Linked DNA regions of Rattus norvegicus: region 2 is linked to region 1. The links are chromatin contacts, called in public Hi-C maps. All regions are on one chromosome and are shown on one strand. The core of a region is the stretch at or near the end of the contact, and the rest is flanking DNA. Distances in the headings are between cores, read along the strand shown. Region 1 holds the start of Stxbp5l (syntaxin binding protein 5L). Region 2 overlaps Stxbp5l (syntaxin binding protein 5L).

Evidence for each region. A called contact is a pair of places that touch in the nucleus more often than the background predicts.
Region 2: a contact with region 1 is called in a Hi-C map of liver, with 5 times the contacts expected there. The contact joins the enhancer-like site here to the promoter of Stxbp5l in region 1.

The regions. Positions count from the first base shown.
Region 1 is chr11:76,837,469-76,842,985 of GRCr8, reverse strand. Stxbp5l (syntaxin binding protein 5L) reads right to left here and starts at 2,884. Exons shown (of 27, transcript NM_001271250.1): 1 at 2,697-2,884. The coding sequence starts at 2,882.
Region 2 is chr11:76,933,333-76,938,849 of GRCr8, reverse strand. Stxbp5l (syntaxin binding protein 5L) reads right to left here. Exons shown (of 27, transcript NM_001271250.1): 5 at 11-145. Among named protein-coding and RNA genes, the nearest start is that of Stxbp5l, 96 kb to the right of the region's middle. Within about 2 kb of position 2,634, at least 1 of the 93 cell types and tissues checked has an H3K27ac peak or open chromatin away from gene starts, as enhancers often do. A contact at or near this core is called in liver, where this site is marked.

The DNA.
Region 1 (5,517 bases), core at 1,635-4,134:
CTCTGCTCCTGAACATTTCCCACTCATTATAAAGAATTTAGATTTACATTTCTTATGATCATCAAATACCCTAATACCTGCCTATAAAGAGTATTACACAAAAACACAAAATACAAAATAAAGTATTGATTGGCAGTATAACTTGTTATAATTCATCAAACAAACTTAAGCCAATAACACATCACATGCATTTGCTTTAATTGATTTTACTAGAGTATAACAAAAGACTTGTGCTTCTAGAGAACTACTGTTCTATGGAAACTGACATAGAATCTGTCCCAGGCAAATCGTATTGCATTTTGGGTAATCGCATTATTACAACAAGATGAAGTATAATAAGGTAAAATGAGAAGTGAGGAGATCTGAATGCATTTTCAAGATACAAACCTAGAAAATAGGATGCAATGAGCAAGAACCGGGGATGGGAAATGGCATAAAACTCAGAACTGCGAGGCAAACAGGACCTGAGTGTTCAGATAGGAGAGGGAGGCTGGGTGGAGAACAGGATCTGGATTCACACTTCAGTTTTAGCCACAATGAAGAGATAAGTGCCCAGAAGGGGCCGACCTCTAACCATTCACAATAGAATCTTCTTTGCACATTTCCTCAGCGAGCCTGAACGAAGTCCTCAAAACAGCTCTAATTCTGCATTTCACTTAGTCCGTTTTATACATCCATTATGGACTACGCTACCTATAATATAGTTACATAATCACTTTTCAAATTAGCTCTAGTCCTAGTCAAATATACTACTGTGATTTCCATATTTGGCGTGACTTCGGTACTATTACTGCATAGTTAATATGGCTGTCTAGCTTCATCTTTTCTTTGAAACTTATTACCCTAAATACAAAATATGTTATAATGGCTATATTTGTGCTACAACAAACAAGGTATTTTTTTTTCAACCGGAACAATATAAATACTTTATCACCCCTTTCAACCTGTGTACTCTCTTCACCCCTATTGTCTTCTCAGATCCTAATAAGTTTTCTTTCATATAAGGAAAACAAAAATATTTATTCCCACACTACAGAGGCAGGAATCAAGGTTCCAGGAAGAAAAACACTATCTTGCCCATGATAGTATGGCTGGCAAAATCTGATTCCTGGGCCAGTGTTCTCTTCACCATGCCGTCTGTATTTGCCATAGACCATACTTAACTTCTGCCACTTGTCATGACCACTCCTTTCTTGACAAACTTGGAGGTAGGTGACCGTGTGCTGCCCTTTATTCCCTGCATTGACACATACCTCCGAGTTTATTTTATTTAACATTTTCTCTCCTAGCTTAACAGCCTCAGCTGTCCAACATCCATCTTGTTCTACAGTCTACCTGCTCTATACTAATTTTATCTCAAGCAAAATTCTTACGTATCACTCTCACATGCATTAGCTGAGGGCATTAGAATTTTTTTTTCAGAACGTGGGAAAGGAAATAGGAAAAAAAAGGGGGAGGATCAAGATATGACTTTCCTGTACAGCAATTCAAATTTGGTTTCCAGGGCTCTTTCACATATGTGTGTCAGGACCGCTATTAAGTTCTTCCATAACTGATATAATATCTATCACTTCATAGCATATTCAAATTTCACACAATTGATTAAGCCTATTTATTAATTCTAAATAAACTTGGGCCTTAAGTAAACCAATAGCTATAGATGTGATGTTTTTATAATAAACTTTCTAGGAAGAGCTGAGATTACTGTAACTTAACCTGATCTTTCTCTTGATGTATCCTTAGGATGTATTCAGTCACATTTATAAAACTATATTCACTTGTATCATTCGAAAATGACTTAAAGGGGTTTTTTTTCTCATGTAAGTCATGTTAAAATTACACTGAAAGGCAACACTCAAAAAGAGCAATAAAGAAAATATACCATCTCATAAAGCAATACTATAATATCTTTATGTAGGAATGTTACATTTTTTATTATTTCTCATTTTCTTTCTCGGCTTGTTTATTAGAAACTCAAAATCAAAGTACAATAGCCTAAAATATTTTCCCTCTGAATCAGAACACTAGTTATTTTGTTTGTTTGAGGTTTTGTTTTTTGTTTTGTTTTTGTTTTTGTTTTGTTTTTGTTTTGTTTTTTGAGTATCCTGAGTTCTCACAAGCATTGAGCCCACAGGATTTGCTTATCAAGGGTCTAGGATCCCTTTTTTTAATATCTAGAATTGAGAATACTGTCATTGGACACATTAATCTATTATCTATTTAATCCTAGCAACATGTTGAGAGGCTTTATTCATTTTACACAGGACAGAGAAAAAGAATAACAGTTTCTCAGGGTGAAAACCCAGAAGGCTAAATGATTGTCATTACTACTTATACACAGATATATTTTGTCTACTTATTGGGTTTTGACGTCTTGGAAATACTACTTTGTGTGTGTGTGTGTGTGTGTGTGTGTGTGTGTGTGTGTGTGTGTGTGTGTGTGTTTTCCTTCCTTTAAACTACCATTGTTGCTTAAAAACTGATGCCAAAGTTGATGTCTAAAGTGTTTTTTATTCACAAATTGACCTAGTACTAGGCTCTTGGATACTGGCGTCTCATCAATTTCCAGCCCTGAATATATGCACGTGTGTGTGTGTGTGTGTGTGTGTGTGTGTGTGTGTGTGTGTGTGTGTGTGTGTTTCCTCATAACAGTAAAGTAGAAACAGAGCAGGCCCTAAAGCCAATTCAAAACTTACCTTGCAAATCTGGAAACACTCGGAGATGAGGCTTTCCTGGATCCCCTCTCTCAGAACCCCTGCAGTCCCTCCAGGATGGACGGAGCCACTTCCAGCCCCACCACTATTACTGCCGCTGCTGCTACCACTGCCGGGGGAAGAGGCAGTTAAGCCATCCAAAACTTTTCGGAAATTAAACTTCTTCATTTTAAACACTGTCAAAAAATTAAAAGGAAAAGAGACGTGGTGACAAACATGGAATTTTACCGGGGCAAAAGCCTTCATCTTTTCTCTAGTCAAGGCAGGAGTAGCTAGTCTCCCATTTTATGAGCATGGGATGTAATCGAGGGGAGAGAGGGGCTCAAGCTTCATGTCCTCAGATTTTAACTTTAAAAGAGATATCTTTATAAAATAAAGGGGACACAACTCCAAAAGCAACAGTATTCCTTCCTCACACATCCAGATTTCAAGGGCTTTATCCCAGCTGTAGCCATGCTTTATCAGCACTGGGGTAAAAATAAAAGGCAGTGTCATCATCGTCATTAGCATTATATCATCATTATTATACAATCAAACCAGAGTCCAACAGACCAAGACCCTATGGACTCCTCTCAAGGGGGAGGGCTTTCCTTCTTAAGGGTCATCTCATAAATTTTTATCATCAGAAAAAGCAATGTTGTGGGGGAACCAGTATTTACTCTGCCACCATGTTTGGGGCTCCCCACACACACACTCCTATCATCTTCAAAGCTCCCTCTTTCTCGATAGAGACTAGGGGATAGGAAAAAAAATATGGCTTTTTCCATCCCGTATTCCCAAAAAACCTAGACCCCAAAACATCTGTGGTGACTCACGGCCACAGCCGACGGGAGGGGCGAGCAGGGACCGCCTGCCTCCACCTGTCCCCGGCTCCTCTCTTCGTCCCCTCTCCCGCCTCTGGTCTCCCGTGTCCCCTCCCCGCCCGGCTCCCCCTCTGCACAGCAGAGGCTCTTCGGGGGATGTGAGGCGGCGGTGACGCCTGCGGCCCGAGTCCCGCCTCAGCCTGCGGGGCGCGCAGAGCTGGCTCTCTCGCTCCCTCCGGGGCGAGCAGGGCGCCGGGGCTACCACCGCGGGCTAGCCGGGCAAGCCACACGCACCTCAGACAGCTGCGCGGGCGCGCTCTCCCTCTTCCACAGGCACACACACACACACACACACACACACACACACACACACACACACACACAAGCGTGCGCACAGGTGTGAGGGCAAGACGCGATGGGACGGCACGGGTGTCCCTGGAGACCCCAGACTTAGCACCTTCCTCAGACGCCACTAGCCGCCGGCCGGCCGGTGAGGCGGAGGGCGCGGAGGCTGCAGGCTCGCTGGCGGGCGAAGGTCCAGCCCGGATCCGGCCGCTTCTCGGGTCCCTCTGGTGCTGGTGCCTGGCGCTCTCCGAGGTCCTAACCGGGAGGGCGGGTCTGTCTTAGGCTCCGCCTCCGCCGTGGGAGGTAGGCCCCGCCCCAGACAGCCCGCACTCTCCTCCCTCCCAGACTCTCGCGCCTGGGGCGGGGCACTCTGGGCGCCAGGGGGCGGGACATCCTCTCGCCAATCACAAGCTCCACTGACCTGAGTCCTAAGGATTCCAGGCAGGAAAGAAGTTTGGGGATAGGTCAGAGGAAAAGCCAGTGACAGGAGGAGGGGATCATTTGGAAAAGTAGGTGATATATTTGATTGACAGGCATACTAGCCAGTATGCGGTGGCGCCGTGCTTTGGGGGCTGTAATTGGTGCTACCTGTTGAAGGACGCAAGTGTGAATCAATAGAATGCTTGCAAGCTTGAGAACTTGCGCTCTGGGAGTCCGAGGCTGGAGAAGGGTTACCTTGGGTCTTGCTCAGGACCTTATTGTGGACCGGGCTCTTTTTGCAGCCTTCCCCTGCTCTCCCTGAATTTATTTCTGCTCGCCAGGGCCAGGTGCATCTAATGGGCTCTCCTCTCTGCTATCTCGCTGCCCTGCTATCTCGCTGCCCTGCTATCTGCATTGAACGTAGATTTGTAAATAATCCCTACAAACTGTTAGCCCTCTCCACTAGGTCATCTATACCAAAATGAATTGGTTTTCGTTGGAATGCTTGCTTCCAAATCTTTCTTTTTTATTTTATTTTTCTTGAATATTTTATGTATATACATTTCAAATGCTATCCCCTTCCCCCCCCCCCTCTCCCATATGAGGATGCTCCCACTCTCACCAACCAACTCCCACCTCAATGCCCTGGCATTCCCCTACATTGGGGGAAAGAGCCTTCACAGGATCAAGGGCTTGGCTTTCCTCCTATTGATGCTGGATAATGCCATTCTCGGTTCATATGTGGCGGAGTTATGGGTCCCTCCATGATACTCATTGGTTGGTGGTTTAGTCCCTGGGAGCTCTGATGGGGTCTGGTTGGTTGATATTGTTGTTCTTCCTATGGGTTTGCAAACCCCTGGTTTCCAAATCTTAAAGAAATGATTTGCCCACTTTACACAGCCTATGAAATAGACCAGCATCCCCCTTCTTTACATAGACAAATTGAAATTTTGAGGAAACACTTCTCACAAATCATGACAAGATGCATTTTAAGCTTTTTCTCATTTGGATCGTTTTGGAAAATACTCTGTTCCATACAGGAAAAAGAAACATGGCACCCCTGTGGGAAGATGTAGTTCTGAGCCCTGACTGGCTGCTGTTAAACGGCTAGGATCCATAATTAACTGCACACTTGAATCAGAACAACAGGGATCATTAGTAATCATCCCGATACTTATCGTCTTACATCTTAGGTATGGGACACTTCCAGACCCACCCCTTTCTCTCTCAGAGGA
Region 2 (5,517 bases), core at 1,385-3,884, 96 kb before region 1:
TCATACTCACAGCTCAATTGCCTTGTTCCACATGATGACATATCCAGAAAGAATGAAAGATTCAATATTTACAATATGTGTATTTCCTCTTTCTGTTCCAACATAGAGCCATTTACTCTGGAAAGGTAGATGACAGTAAGTAATTCTGAAAGAAAGAAAATTGCAATTAAAATATCTGAATTTTACATTTGATCAGTACATTTTCTTTACACATTTCACACTTACAAAGTTATAGTTACATAAATGATAGAAAACCTATGTTCCAAGGTAGCATTTCCTTATTAATAGAACATGGGACAAAATGATAATATATCATTAAAAATAATAATGACAGTCATTATCAGATACATGTTTATTATGAACATGGATGTACATCATGCTTAGTTTTAATTTTTTGACCAATACACAAAAATGTAAGAGCTGTAGATAATAATGAGAACAATGATGTTTAAGACATATGTACACTGAAAATATTTAAATCAAGTTCATCATTTCCAAATCAAGAAGGCATATAAAATCTTCCTTCAAGCATCAGTAAGTGGTGGCACATTATTGTCACTTATGTTTATACTGTGTGACAGCATTTCAGAGCTTACTTTACATATCTGACATTATAGTAACTTTAATCCACCTTCCCCAGCTTCTCCACACACCACCCCTTCTTCCTTGGCTTAGTTTCTGGTAACCACCATTTGAACCATCATTTCTAAGAGATCAACTACACTATCTGTCATTCTGAACACAGTGATAAAACAAATATGTATTTCTGTTTTACATAGGAGAAACCAAGATGATTTTTTTCAGTAGCAGGAAATTGAACTTTGTTTTCAGTATTTTTATTATTAAACCACAATAGGCACATGTATTCAAAATGACAAAGGAATGTTTTGATAGTATGTCTAAAACTGTGACTAGGTATCTACTTTGAAAACAGAACCATTCTACAAGGTGATTTAAAACTGTGTAACACAGTGGAGATGATTCTAAGTGCTTTATATAGCATATACAATAGAACTTACGAACCTCTGTTCTATAGATGTTTATCTTTATTGATGCATACATGAGACTAAACTGTTTGCTCTATAACTGCCAAAGCCCAACAGCTAAAAAGCGTAAGAAAATTGTGGTACAATCCATTCCTGTTACAAAATTTAGTATCCAAGCTCCTCTGCTTAGTTATTTAAATAAAAGTCATTTCAAGGATAAATTAGGTACATAATGTTCATAAATTTCAAAGTTATTGGAAAAATAGTAGTCATCTGTACTTTGTTCAAATGCTTGGCATTTATGTATTAGGGGGAAAACTGCTAAGGTCGGAGAATCGCTCTATTCTCTCTCTCTCTCTCTCTCTCTCTCTCTCTCTCTCTCTCTCTCTCTCTCTCTTTCTCTCTCTCTCTTAATGTGGAGGTCAGAGGACAATATCAAGTATTGGTCTACACTTCCTACCTTGTGTGAGGCAGAGTTTCTCTTACTTGCCATAGTGCTGCATACTTCAGTCTAGCTATCCTTCTGCCTTTTCTCTACTTCCCGTCTTAATGTAGGAGTGCTCAATGTAGACATGTGCCATGGTATCAAGACCTCCTTGAGTTTCACTGTTCTATTCTCATCTTCATTATGAGCTTTCTGACTAGCTCTGAGACATGTTCAATATCTAGAGTCATCAGGACTACTATATATGACATATGAAATTAAACGGCTCACCTATTAACATTAGTCTCTCTAATTTGAATTCATTGTGCTCTTGAGACTTTTTTAAAATGTATGAATGCTCTGTCTGTATATACATCTGCAGGCCAGAAGAGGGCATCAGATCCCTTTCTAGATAATCAGGAGCTACCACGTGGTTGTTGGGAATTGAATTCTGGACCTCTGGAAGAGCAGCCAGTGCTCTTAACTACTGAACCATCTCGGAAGCCCTTTCTAGATGCTCTTAAAAAGGCAATAAGTTCATAGATAATCACTTGCATGTTCTGCACCAAATATTTCCTAGAGTTGCCTTGGAAGATTATCTAGTACACTATCATAAAAGCTGAACAAAATTTTGACAGACAAATAGATACCCTTTTTAAAAAACTGAATGGTAAGTTCACACAATTCCATCGTATATCACACGTAAGAGTGACGCTTACAAGCACGATGGTGCATAAGAGTCAACAGTGAACAGCCAGGGGCTCCTGTACATAGTCTCAGCCTGCCATACTGAATGTTTCAATATCCTACCTCTCTGAACCAAATGTTATCTGCCCTGTGGAAAGCATGAGGCATATCACATTCAAAACACTATAAATTTGCTATGACATAAGAAACAGCAAAGTAAATTGGTTTTTCTAATTAATGAGTAACTTGCATGATACTGGGAATCTTTAATTAAGAATTGAAGTCTAGAATAGCTGTCTCCAAGGAATAGTTACTAATATTACACAGGAAATAACTTGATGGTCATGTTTCTAGGCAATGAACAATCAATTTTCTATTTAATCTTCAATATAAATAGGAACTCATTTTAGAGAAGGTATACAATCACCATACCTGAATCACAGGGAGACAGAGAAAACAATCTAAGGGCTTCCAACAGGACATGAGGAAACTTCAATATGACGTAGTGATCTCAACCTCAGTTAATAAGTAAAATCTGAGAACTGCCAGGTTTAGTGATGAAACCTGAGGCAGGAGATGGCATGCTAATGTAAACAAACCTTAGAGCAGAAAGAAAACAGGAAGAAAAACCTAACAGAACCAGAACTAGCTTGTGAACTAACTCTTTAATGATGGTTAGTAAAGAGAAACTAATGAGAGTCCCACAGGACTAGAATAACCATTTAAGATTCCCAAACTTTCTCTGAATAGATCAGTGTGACTTACTGACATGAGCCAAGGGTATTATTATACTTGTTCTGTGTACCTGATAATCATAATAATTAATTGGTAACTTCATAAAGCTTAATTTTTATTTCATTAAGTCCTCATTTGCAACTTGAAAGACTACCACAATCTGATACATAAGTAATGTTAAGGTGTTAGATGTTGGTTTCCTATTCATTTTGAATATCACAAAAACATTTAAGACATCTCTAGCTTTCCATACACTCATCTATTACACCTTCACTGAATGAGTCTTTATAAATCTTGTGTTATAACACACATAGCATCCTTATCATCTGATACATATGTGACGAGAGACATAAACAAGTTGACAAGAAAGGAAACTAAAATGAAGCTGTGTTAAATGTTTATAAAAATTAAAGAAATGAAAGTTCCATTTGAATAAGACTACTAAAGGTCAATATGTAAAGAAGTAATTTTAAAATTTAAATAATGTACATACTGTCAATGTACATTACAATGTACATTTCTGATCCTCCCTTAGGATTCAATGTAGAATTTCCGTAATTTATGTGATATTGACAATATGGATATGGTTTTAATGCTATGTCCTTTTAAGATTGGTGTATTTATTCTTTGTATTTTTCAGCACTTTTATCTCCCTTAACTGCTTCAAACTCTGCTTCATAGTATACCATGTCTTATTTTTACAACTATTTGCATGATAGAAACTTTTATGATTTTTCTGATTGTTAGATTTTTTAATAGTGCTGAGCAATGAACACACTTTAAGTAAGTACCCTACTACTGAGCTGTGTTCTCTGCCCCTGATGTTATTAACCACAGATGAAGCACCTGCCCTGAATGTTAAGCTGTCCTATACATGGAGGGGTCTGGACAAAATAAAAGGGGAGAAGAAAAAGTCTGTTTTCTCAGGCATGTACTCTCTGTTTCACAGCTTCTAAGATGAATTATTTTGCCTTTCTACATTGTTGTGCCACAATGTACTGCCTCACCTCATTGCAAACAGTCAGATGGTCCTGGGAGGAAACATCTGAAACCATGAGCCCAAATCTATATTTACTACTTTGCTCCCTGAGGTAATTGTGTGTTACAAAATGGCTATTGCACAAATAGTACACTTCTGGTATTTTATTGATCTATAACAAAATAAACATAACTAAAATACAAGTCCAACTCTGTGAACTGAACCTGTATAGCCAGCATTTTTAGGTAGAACAATCTGTCTAAATCCTTTAGAATGTTAGTATTAATTTAATATAAAAACAAAAGCATTTCAAGCCAAATGCTTTTGTAGAAAGCTACTGTAGAAAAATCACAACCCCAGACCTTGCCTACAGACTTCTGTTTAAGAAACATTGCCATAGGCTGCCAACTCTGTCCATATCTAGTCAATACAGTAATTGAAGTTCTAGCTAGAACATTTAGAAAACAAAAGGAGGTCAAGGGGAAACAAATTAGAAAGGAAGAAGTCAAGGTATCACTATTTGTGGATGATATGATAATATACATAAGCGACCCCCCAAATTCCTGCAGTTCAAAGAACTCCTACAGTTGATAAATAACTTCAGCAAAGTGTCTGTATATAAAATTAACTCAAATAGATCAGTAGCCTTCCTTTATACAAATTATAAATGGGCTAAGAAAGAAATTAGGAAAACAACACCCTTAACAATAGCCACAAATACTATAAAATATTAGTGTAACTCTAGCAAAGCAAGTGAAAGATCAATATGAAAAGAACCTCAAGTCCCTGAAGAAAGAAATCAACAATTTCTTCTTCTGAAGACACAGCTATACCACTCCAACATACCCAAAACTCTCAGCAATAAAAACTTCTGCAGGGATGACCATCCCTGACCTCAAGCTGTACTACAGAGCAATAATGATAAAAACTGCAAGACTCAGAAATAAACCCACACACATATGGACACTTGATCTTTGACAAAAGAAGCCAAAACCATATAGTTGAAAAAAGAAAGCATCTTCAACAAATGGTGCTGGTCTAACTGGAAGCCTGTATGTAGAAGAATGCAAATTGATACATACTTATCATCTTACATAAAGTTCAAGTCCAAGTAGATCAAAAACCTCAATACAAAACCAGATACACTGAAAAAAATGGGTTATAGGGCTAAACAAAGCATTCTCAACACAGATATCTCAAATGGCCGAGATGTGATTGAAGAATTGTTCAACATCTTTAGTAATCAGGGAAATGCAAATTAAAATGCCCTGAGAATCCACCTACACCAATCAGAATGGCTAAGATCAAAAACTCAATCTACAGCACATGTTGCTGAGGATGTGGAGAAAGGGGAACACTCCTGTTGCTGTGGGATTGCAAATTGTTACAACCATTCTGGAAATCAATCTAGCAGTTCCACAGAAAATTGGAAATAGTTCTGCCTAAAGACCCAGCTGTAGTGCTCCTGGGCACATACCCAAAAGGTGCTCCACCATACCACAGGAAAACGAGCTCCACTATGCTCATAATAGCCTTATTTGTAATAGGCAGAAACTGGAAGCAACCCGGATGTCCTTCAACTGAAGAATGGATACAGAAAATGTGGTCCATTTACAAAATGGAATACTATTCAGCTATTTAAAACGAGGACATCATGAATTTTGCAGGCAAATGGTTGGAACTAGAAAATAATATCCTGAGTGAGG